Regions from separate parts of the Gossypium hirsutum genome. Here region 2 is linked to region 1. Evidence: chromatin contacts called from public Hi-C data. All regions are on one chromosome and are shown on one strand. Each heading gives the region's core, a stretch centred on a gene start, on an enhancer-like site or on the middle of the called end of the contact. The rest is flanking DNA. Distances are from core to core; before and after follow the strand shown.

Region 1 (4,486 bases), core at 1,528-4,027:
GGTTTGGATGTAGTATCGGAGGAGGAGTTGCGAGAAAAGGGTTTCTTGGGGATGAGGAAGACAAAGCTTGTTTGCACCATAGGGCCGGCTTGTTGTTCACTGCAGGATTTGGAGAAGTTGGCATTGGGAGGAATGAATGTGGCTAGGTTTAATATGTGTCATAACACCCGGGATTGGCACCGTGATGTGATTAAGAAGATCAACCAGTTGAATGAAGAAAAGGGGTTCTGTGTTTCCGTTATGATCGATACTGAAGGTAGTCAGATCCATGTGCTTGATCATGGTGCTCCTTCTTCTGTGAAAGCAGAGGTATGTATTCCTTTCTTCCCCCCTTCTTTTATTTTCTACGACCTTAGAATCTGTTATAGTTTGCTCTAATTGTGGGAAATACCCTTTTATGAGAAGAGTGAAACAATTTTGATGGCTTGATTCCATGTTGGGATACCAGGAAGGTTCCACCTGGTTATTTACTGCTCAAAAGCTTGAGGGCTCCCCTCCATTTGCAATTCAGGCTAACCATGAAGGTTTTTCAGAAGGTACTATCCTTTGGTGTTAATAATCATTTCAACTAAATACTAATGGTGATATATTTATTTCAGATTAGTTCTCTATCAATGTATTGTGTATGGATGGCAGGTATTGAAGTGGGTGATGAACTTGTGATTGATGGTGGAATGGCTAGCTTTCAAGTAATTGAGAAAGTTGGGAATGATTTGCGTTGTAAGTGTACGGACTCCGGTCTGTTTCTTCCTCGAGCCAAATTTAGCTTTTGGAGGAATGGAAAGCTTGTAGCAAGAAATTCTGAGCTTCCTACACTATCCAAGAAGGTTCAATTCATTATGATTGCTTTCCTGCTTTGATTTTGGAATGTCTCTTAGATATTGAATTTAGTTTAGCCAAATTGAGTTCATGGAAGTCAGACTGCTTCTCATATTGGTCTTAACCTGCTAAAAGCTATAGTAGCATATAATTTTTAGTCCTGCCATGCTTTGGGAAGCAATATAATTCCTTTTAGTGCTCATAAACATAAATGATATTTCATCAAATCTACAGGATTGGGCTGACATTGAGTTTGGAGTTTCTGAAGGTGTCGACTTCATTGCCCTCTCTTTCGTCAATGATGCTGATCCTGTTAGGCAGTTGAAGAACTATCTATACATGAGGTCATCCAGGTCAACATTTTCAAATATCATCTTGTCTATATATTTACAATGTGTCTGCATTTTTTTTTCACTTGTGTTAGTATCGAATAAGAAAAGTTGTAAAATTTATTTTTCAGACTAAAAGTAAAAAGGGTTTCTTCTATATGCTTCTCAAAGTTTATGAAAGTGAACTTTTCTGGGTGCAGATCCACAAGGGTATTGGCAAAGGTTGAGAGCTTGGAATCACTACAGAAATTGAAAGAGATTGTGGAGGCTTCCGATGGAATCATGGTGGCTCGTGGTGATCTTGGAGTTGAAATCCCTTATGAACAGATTCCGACAGTTCAAGAGGAAATAACTCGTGTTTGCCGAGAAATGAACAAGCCTGTTATTGTAGCTTCTCAACTTCTTGAATCGATGGTTGAATACCCTACTCCAACACGGGCCGAGGTAATATCATACTCCAGTTGATGTTACTGTTGGTATTTGCTTATAAAAGAAACATCATAGGTAACTGGTATTTTGGAGAAATTTCTTTGTAAATATATTCTTCTGCGGTGCCCATTTAGGTTGCAGATGTTTCTGAAGTAGTTAGGCAATATGCAGATGCCTTAATGTTATCTGGTGAGTCGGCTATCGGACCATATGGGCAGAAGGCACTTTCTATCTTGCAGATGGCTAGTAGTCGAATGGAACTATGGAGTCGGGAGGAAAACCGACAAAGTATTCTTCATCAGCGCCGGCTTGGTGTGTCATTGCCTGATCGCATTGCTGAGCAGATCTGCAATTGTGCTGTTGAAATGGGTATTTAATTTTATCTTCATTAGCCTTACTCGAACCATTTTATGCTGTTATGAAGTTAGACTCGTTTGCATATATGGTTCTTCATTAGACTTGTTTGAATTTAGGAAAGCTCTGATTCTAATCGTGCACAATCATTTTGTGCAGCTAATAATCTTGGAGTCGATGCCATCTTTGTGTACACGAAGCATGGACAAATGGCATCACTCCTCTCTCGTAACCGTCCATACCCTCCCATATTTGCATTCACAAGCGACAACGGCACCCGTATGGCTCTGAATCTTCAATGGGGAGTAATTCCCCTCCTTGTTGAACTGTCAGATGACGACATGGAAGCGAACATTTCAGCGACCATTGAGCTTATAAGAAGAAAAGGTATGTTGAAACCTGGAGATGTGGTTATGGTGGTCTCAGATTTAACGCCAACCCATATAAATTCCACCGCATTTCAATCCATCCAAGTGAAGACGGTTGTTTGAGGAAACTACATTGCTACTGTAGCTACATGTTGATCCTTTTGGCTTATGTTCATAAGTTTGTTTGCTTTCACATACGTTTTCCAGTTGCTATTCATTGTTATGATTCAATTTAAAATGTTTGGACTTTGATTTAAATCTGTGGATTTTGGATGCCTTAACTGAAATTGAAAATTTCCTACTCTCTTCTACTCACAGAATTAATTGTGATTTTATTAAAAAATCAATCTTCAATCAAGATCCGTCTCAAATTTCGATATTGATTACTTTTTGTCCTTTTCCTTTAAAAAAAAAGGAATTAAATTTAATCTGATATTTTATGTTTTTTTGATAGAATGGAGCAATGTGAAGGTGGGTGGGTGTGTGTGTGTGTGTGTGTGTGTGTGTGGGTGTGTGTGTGGGTCATAGCATAGGAGATAGGTGTTTACGATCATTTACAAACCACAATCCATAGCCACAAAGTCCAACTCTTTCTCCCGCGCATTTTAGTAACCCAAAGCCCTCCCGCTCTAATTTGCGCTCCATTGGTTTCGCTACCAAACAACCAGCTGCTTCTCCTTACTTCCTACGTACCTCCTTTCTCTCCACCGCCACACCTTAATTTCCATCAACCTCTTTGTAAAAAAGAAACTCCTTTCCCATTCTTTTGCTAGAAAAGCTGTTCAACTTCCTTTTATTTCTATTTTCTTTAGTTTAAAATTTTTAATATTTCCAATTTTTTTACAAAAAAAAATTATTTAAAGGTTTAATGCTGAGAAATAAAGGCAAATTGAAATGGTTTCTCTACAGATTCTGAACCCTGTCTTCTCTTCCATTTCGATTTCCCAATCAAGTTGTCCTGGAAAATCTGATTTCAGGAAGAAAATTCTCAACTTTAATAGCTGTAGAAGCTTCAGGTCCTTGCATAGGCAAAGATCTAGAATCTATTGTGCTACTCAAGAAGGTGACAACAAAAGCAATGGTATGTTCCTCAATTTCTAAACCTTTACTCTCTCTTTTTTTTTTTATTTAGAGAAAATTGAAACTAAGCCGAGTTAAGCCCTTCACAAAGAAATTGAAAGCTTTGAGGAAACTAACGAAGAATACATTCAAAAAAAGATGAACATAAATAATTCACGGGGGTTTGAAATTTGTTTGAAGTGGGTGCTTCAATATCTTTACGTGCTCATAAGTTGGGGTGTGGTGTTTTTGTAATAGGGGAAGAGCCTCCTGAGTCGCTGTTTATGAAGGAGTTGAAAAGGAGGGGGATGACGCCCACTTCACTGCTGGAGGATGCCAAAAGATCCAATTATGAATTGAACGAGGATATGAAAATAGGGAAAGAAATGGGGAGTTCCACTACAAGGAATGCTGTCTCAACTGAATACGAGAAAAGCTTATCTAATCAAAGGGAGCGATCCATGGAATTGAACAGTGAAGGCCTTGAGGTTCGCTGAATTTTTATTAATGATTTTGCGTTGTCTGCACTGATAACCCTCTTGCATTTTCATTGCCTTACAGGATCTTCATGAGTATCTTTTTTAAAGATTTTCTTTCTTGCACACTAATATGGTTCATCTTGCTAATGTGATTTGACTACATAAATTGTAAATTTACCACAATTATATACATTCTGAATTGGAATGGTAGCTAGATTTTCAGAGTTTTGAGGAAAAACGAGAACCTGACTTCACTACATTTTCAGTGTTTTTATTTGGTCAAAAGAAGCCGTGGTCAAGGATAACAAAAGGGATTGTGGGTGCTGAGGGTTGAAGTTAGATATGCTAGATGCTAGCTTTTACGGGTGACTTCATGAACTAACTAACCTAAGCCTCGGGTTCTTCACAGTTCCGGTGTTGTAATTGCTTATTAAACATTTAGAAAAAGTGACCAATTTTCTCTTATGTTCCTTTGGGGATTGTTGTAGAACCAAAAACAACTTTATTTACTCATGTGCTGTTTAGTTGAGCAATTTTGCTGTTGACCCAGTTTTATTTTAATTTCTTTATATAAACTGTCAAAACATGAACTTCTGTTTTCTTTGTTCAGGGGCTAGTTCCGCGGGCTAAACTGTTGCTAACACTTGGA
Region 2 (3,994 bases), core at 1,424-3,923, 150 kb after region 1:
GCATTGATAGATCCTTAAATTGTTGGATTCAACTGATGTTTGAGCTTTTATCTTATAGACGGAAAGATTGAAGAAAAACGAGGTTGAAGCATAATTTTTGCAACTTAAGAAGAGTGAAGCTCAAAATCAGATTTACTCTTTACTTAAGGCCCTTAATTGTTGTGTAAATTCTAAGGCAACAAAGCTTTTTCTGTAAGATGTGGTCATGCCTAATTGCAGAACTTTTTGGATTAATTAGGAAAGAGAGGTTATGTATTTATTTCATTAGAATTCTTAATAAATTAAGTTTTAGGAGATTTGTTTTAGGGTTGTTTGTTAATAAGAGACATAAGTTTAACGAGCTTCCTTTTGATTATCGAAAAAGTAAAGAGAGATTAATTGTTAGGCACTTGTTTTTTCTCAAATTTTGTACATCTATCAAATTTTGATATCGTTGTCGAGAATTAGTGTATTAATTTTTATTTCTTCTATGAGAGTAGTAATGACCATCCAAGGAAGGACTCTTAGATATTTAGTCATGCCATATTTGAATCAATACTCACTTTGCATCTAGCACCCAAAATAAGGTATCTTTTTAATTAAAAATACAGATAAATTTATTTGCTTATTTTTTGTGGTTTAGATAATGAGGATCCGTATAAGCACCTAAAGGAATTCTTGTTGGGAAATGTATTAATATTATAGTAAATATATAACTATTTTTTATTTATTTGAACGGTAAATAAATAAATAAATAAAATTAATTTCATATTTCACTATTACGCCCCTTTTGTATTTCTATCTTTTCTATTTTGCATGCATAGCGAAATTGTGACAAGCAAATATTAGCTCATTGATTGTCTAAATTCAAACTAAAGATAAGTGACATTGTAAGAATGTTTACATTGTAAGAAAGACAACTTATTTCAGTAAATAATCTAAATAAGTTTGTAATCCCGTAAAAGAATCGAAGTGACCATTTGATTCAAATACTAAGAAAGATTATTATGTCGTCTACAATTCCAATTGGGGAGATGGCTCGTCTTGGCTATCAGAACTATTGACTCCACGGGTAGAGACATAAATGTATTCATTGGTAGAATGATACATTTGACTGGACTCAAGATGAATTAATTATGAATCAATTTGTGAATTTATTCACTTGTGACGTTTATAGTATGATTTACCTAAATCTTGAGTTAGTCACCAACCATGTGTATGCAACTCATGTGTTTTGATATAAGTGGAGGCTTATACTCTAAAGATGATCGAGCCCATAATCAACATGTTGGGTACATGACTTATATGTGACACAGCTTTACTAACAATAGCAGAATTTATAGCTCAATTAATACTAAATTATGCCACATCTATAATAAAAAGTGAAAGAAATAATGTTATATATATTAAATAAATATATATATATAAATCTTATTTAACAATTGAGTCATAAATGAAGTGGTAAAGTACTTTCTATATAAATCCTTATCATTTTCAAGTTTCATCCCTAAATATTTTTATTTAAATATTTCATATAAAAATACTAAAATATTATTATAATAATAAATTTTTTAACCTAATTGATGTAAAACTCCTCGTATCAATAAAAATAAATATAAAATTCCCTGTTTCACAAAAACTTATCCTTGACATGGACCATCCAACTGCATTCATGCAGCACTAGTTCCAACAAAAATAAATTATCATGCAAGTAACTCACCAACTAACTTGTAGTGGATTTGATCATTAACCCAAATAAATTCTATGTTTGATTACTCAATCCAACTGTCCAACCAAATGATTTGTTACTAAAATTGTTTAAATATCACTCTCACGAAAAAGAATTGTATAAAATTGTGATTTTATGTTATTTCTATTCCTTTTCGATAGGAGAATAATAAATCAGATTTTTTCTTATAATTTTTAATTTTTTTTCTCTTGAAAAAATTCAAATTCAACTCAAAATACTAAAAATAAGGAGCAAAAATCTAATTTGTCATTGTACTATTAAAAAGGGATAGAGATGACGTGGAATCACAGTTTCATACTATCCTTTCCCCATTCTCACGTCGTATGGTTATTGCAATTTGGTGATTATATGCTTATTTTTTTAATATTATAATTCAATTTTAGCAAACCTTTGCATTTTCAAATGATTCCTTCTCTTCTATTTGCTGTCTCTGCAGCTTTATATTCTTGCCTTTGTTATTTTTCAGGCCAATCTGTCTAGTGATCTGCCCCTTTCTCTTTATATGATTCATTATTTTGCTTAATCCCCACTAACACAACTTTAATTGTTCTACCAATCGATACGTTAAAAATACTCTCTTTTTTTAAAAAAAAAATCTTATAATTTTTATTTTTAAAAAGAATTCAATATTTTATCTATATATTAATTTAAAATATTTTATCTAAATTTTAATTTAATATATTTTTAAATGAGTTTATATTTGATAGATTGACAATGTGTAACATTATACATCAATTATATTAAGATTTATCATCAATAAATTATTAAACATATATTTTTTAAATAATTAAAAATATGGAATATCATCTTGTAATTCATTAAGAAGTTATATTAGGTTAGTACATTAAATATAAATATTATATATATAAAATAATAATAGACTTTTTTGAGGAAAAAAAAAGATAAAACTTTAATTTTAAAAGATGAAAACGAGTTTTAAAATTGACCTAAATTAAGTTAAATTAGAATTCAAAATTGATCATGGAAGCAAGACAGCTCGAGCACAGATGCAACCTTAGCCGTTAAGTTTCACTCGAGAGGACACGCGTACAAATCTTAAAAAGTAATATGAAAAAGTAGAGATAGCCTTTTCAAAATCCACTATATAAAACAATAGCCAATGTCCCTTCCCTTCACTGCACCAACTCTTCGCCCTTCTGTAAATTTCCCTTCAAAGAAAAGAAGAAGAAAATACCAACAACTATCAGCTAACGATGAGTTATTACAATCAGCAACAGCCTCCTGTTGGCGTTCCTCCTTCTCAAGGTCTAGCTCTGATTTTTCACTTTCTTTTTTACATATTTATGGTTTTGCTGCATTATGATTGATTGATTGGATCTGGTTATCTGGTGGATCTGATCGAGAACCTTTTTTTTTTTTGTGATTGAGAACTGTACAGGTTATCCACCGGAAGGTTATCCTCCAAAGGATGCTTATCCACCACCGGGGTATCCCCCACAAGGATATCCTCAAGGTTATCCTCAACAGGGATACCCTCCGCAGGGATATCCACCTCAATATGCTCAGCCTCCTCCTCCTCAGCAAAAGCAGAGTTCCGGTGTCATAGAAGGCTGGTAAGTGCTCTCTTTCTCCATTCTATCCATATACGTATAGTTGTTTAAGATATAGTTTTTAAAAGTGATGGTTTAGTATCGTTGTACGAGTTTATCTACCGTATATGGTCAGATCTACTCATCTAAGGATAATTCTGATTTCTGCAAAATTCAACTGAGGGCGTGCTTTTCGGGATACAATAAAAAATCACAACAGCTCATCACGATTACCGATAAAAAGGGATAGGATTTTTTTAACGTGATAAGACTGTCAGTTAAGTGGTCAACATCCCGAAAACACCCCCATGCCTAGTTCTTTTATTTCTTTTCTCGACGGTTAGGGGGTATTTCTGTTATTTCAGATTTTCTTCAAACAACTTCCTCGGTGTTCTAGAAAAGGTTGTTGTCGTCTTGAAAATATTTTATGACTTCTTTTCCCTGAATATTTCAAGAGGCAATTCAAGACAAAACTTTCGACAAGTTTAAGGTTGTGATAGGTTAACGATAGATGTAATTTCATTATTAAAAAAATAATTTTAAAAAGGAAACACGAATTGATTCATAATAATTATATTAAAAATTTTATAAATATGAAAAAAAATTGTCATAATTTGTATTCCATAAATATTAAAATTGTAGTCGTATTTATATCAGATAATCGTCAACTCTAACGAGGATTACCTTGTCAAATGTTGGTGATGTTTGAAATTCT

What was found. Hi-C and Micro-C count contacts between places; a contact is called where the count stands out from the background.
Region 2: a contact with region 1 is called in a Hi-C map of leaf, with 2.9 times the contacts expected there. The contact joins the promoter of LOC107938488 here to the promoter of LOC107947399 in region 1. A contact is called at or near these places in 3 of 34 Hi-C or Micro-C datasets (anther and leaf).

What each region holds. Positions count from the first base shown.
Region 1 is chrA12:2,456,751-2,461,236 of Gossypium_hirsutum_v2.1, forward strand. It overlaps LOC107947399, which reads left to right and starts at 2,778. Exons shown (of 4, transcript XM_041082468.1): 1 at 2,778-3,380; 2 at 3,617-3,846; 3 at 4,448-4,486. The coding sequence starts at 3,194. LOC107947398 (pyruvate kinase isozyme A, chloroplastic) reads left to right here. Exons shown (of 7, transcript XM_016882064.2): 1 at 1-309; 2 at 449-536; 3 at 637-827; 4 at 1,054-1,172; 5 at 1,349-1,592; 6 at 1,712-1,946; 7 at 2,091-2,557. The coding sequence ends at 2,422.
Region 2 is chrA12:2,603,215-2,607,208 of Gossypium_hirsutum_v2.1, forward strand. LOC107938488 (cysteine-rich and transmembrane domain-containing protein WIH2) reads left to right here and starts at 2,674. Exons shown (of 3, transcript XM_016871664.2): 1 at 2,674-2,995; 2 at 3,129-3,303. The coding sequence starts at 2,944.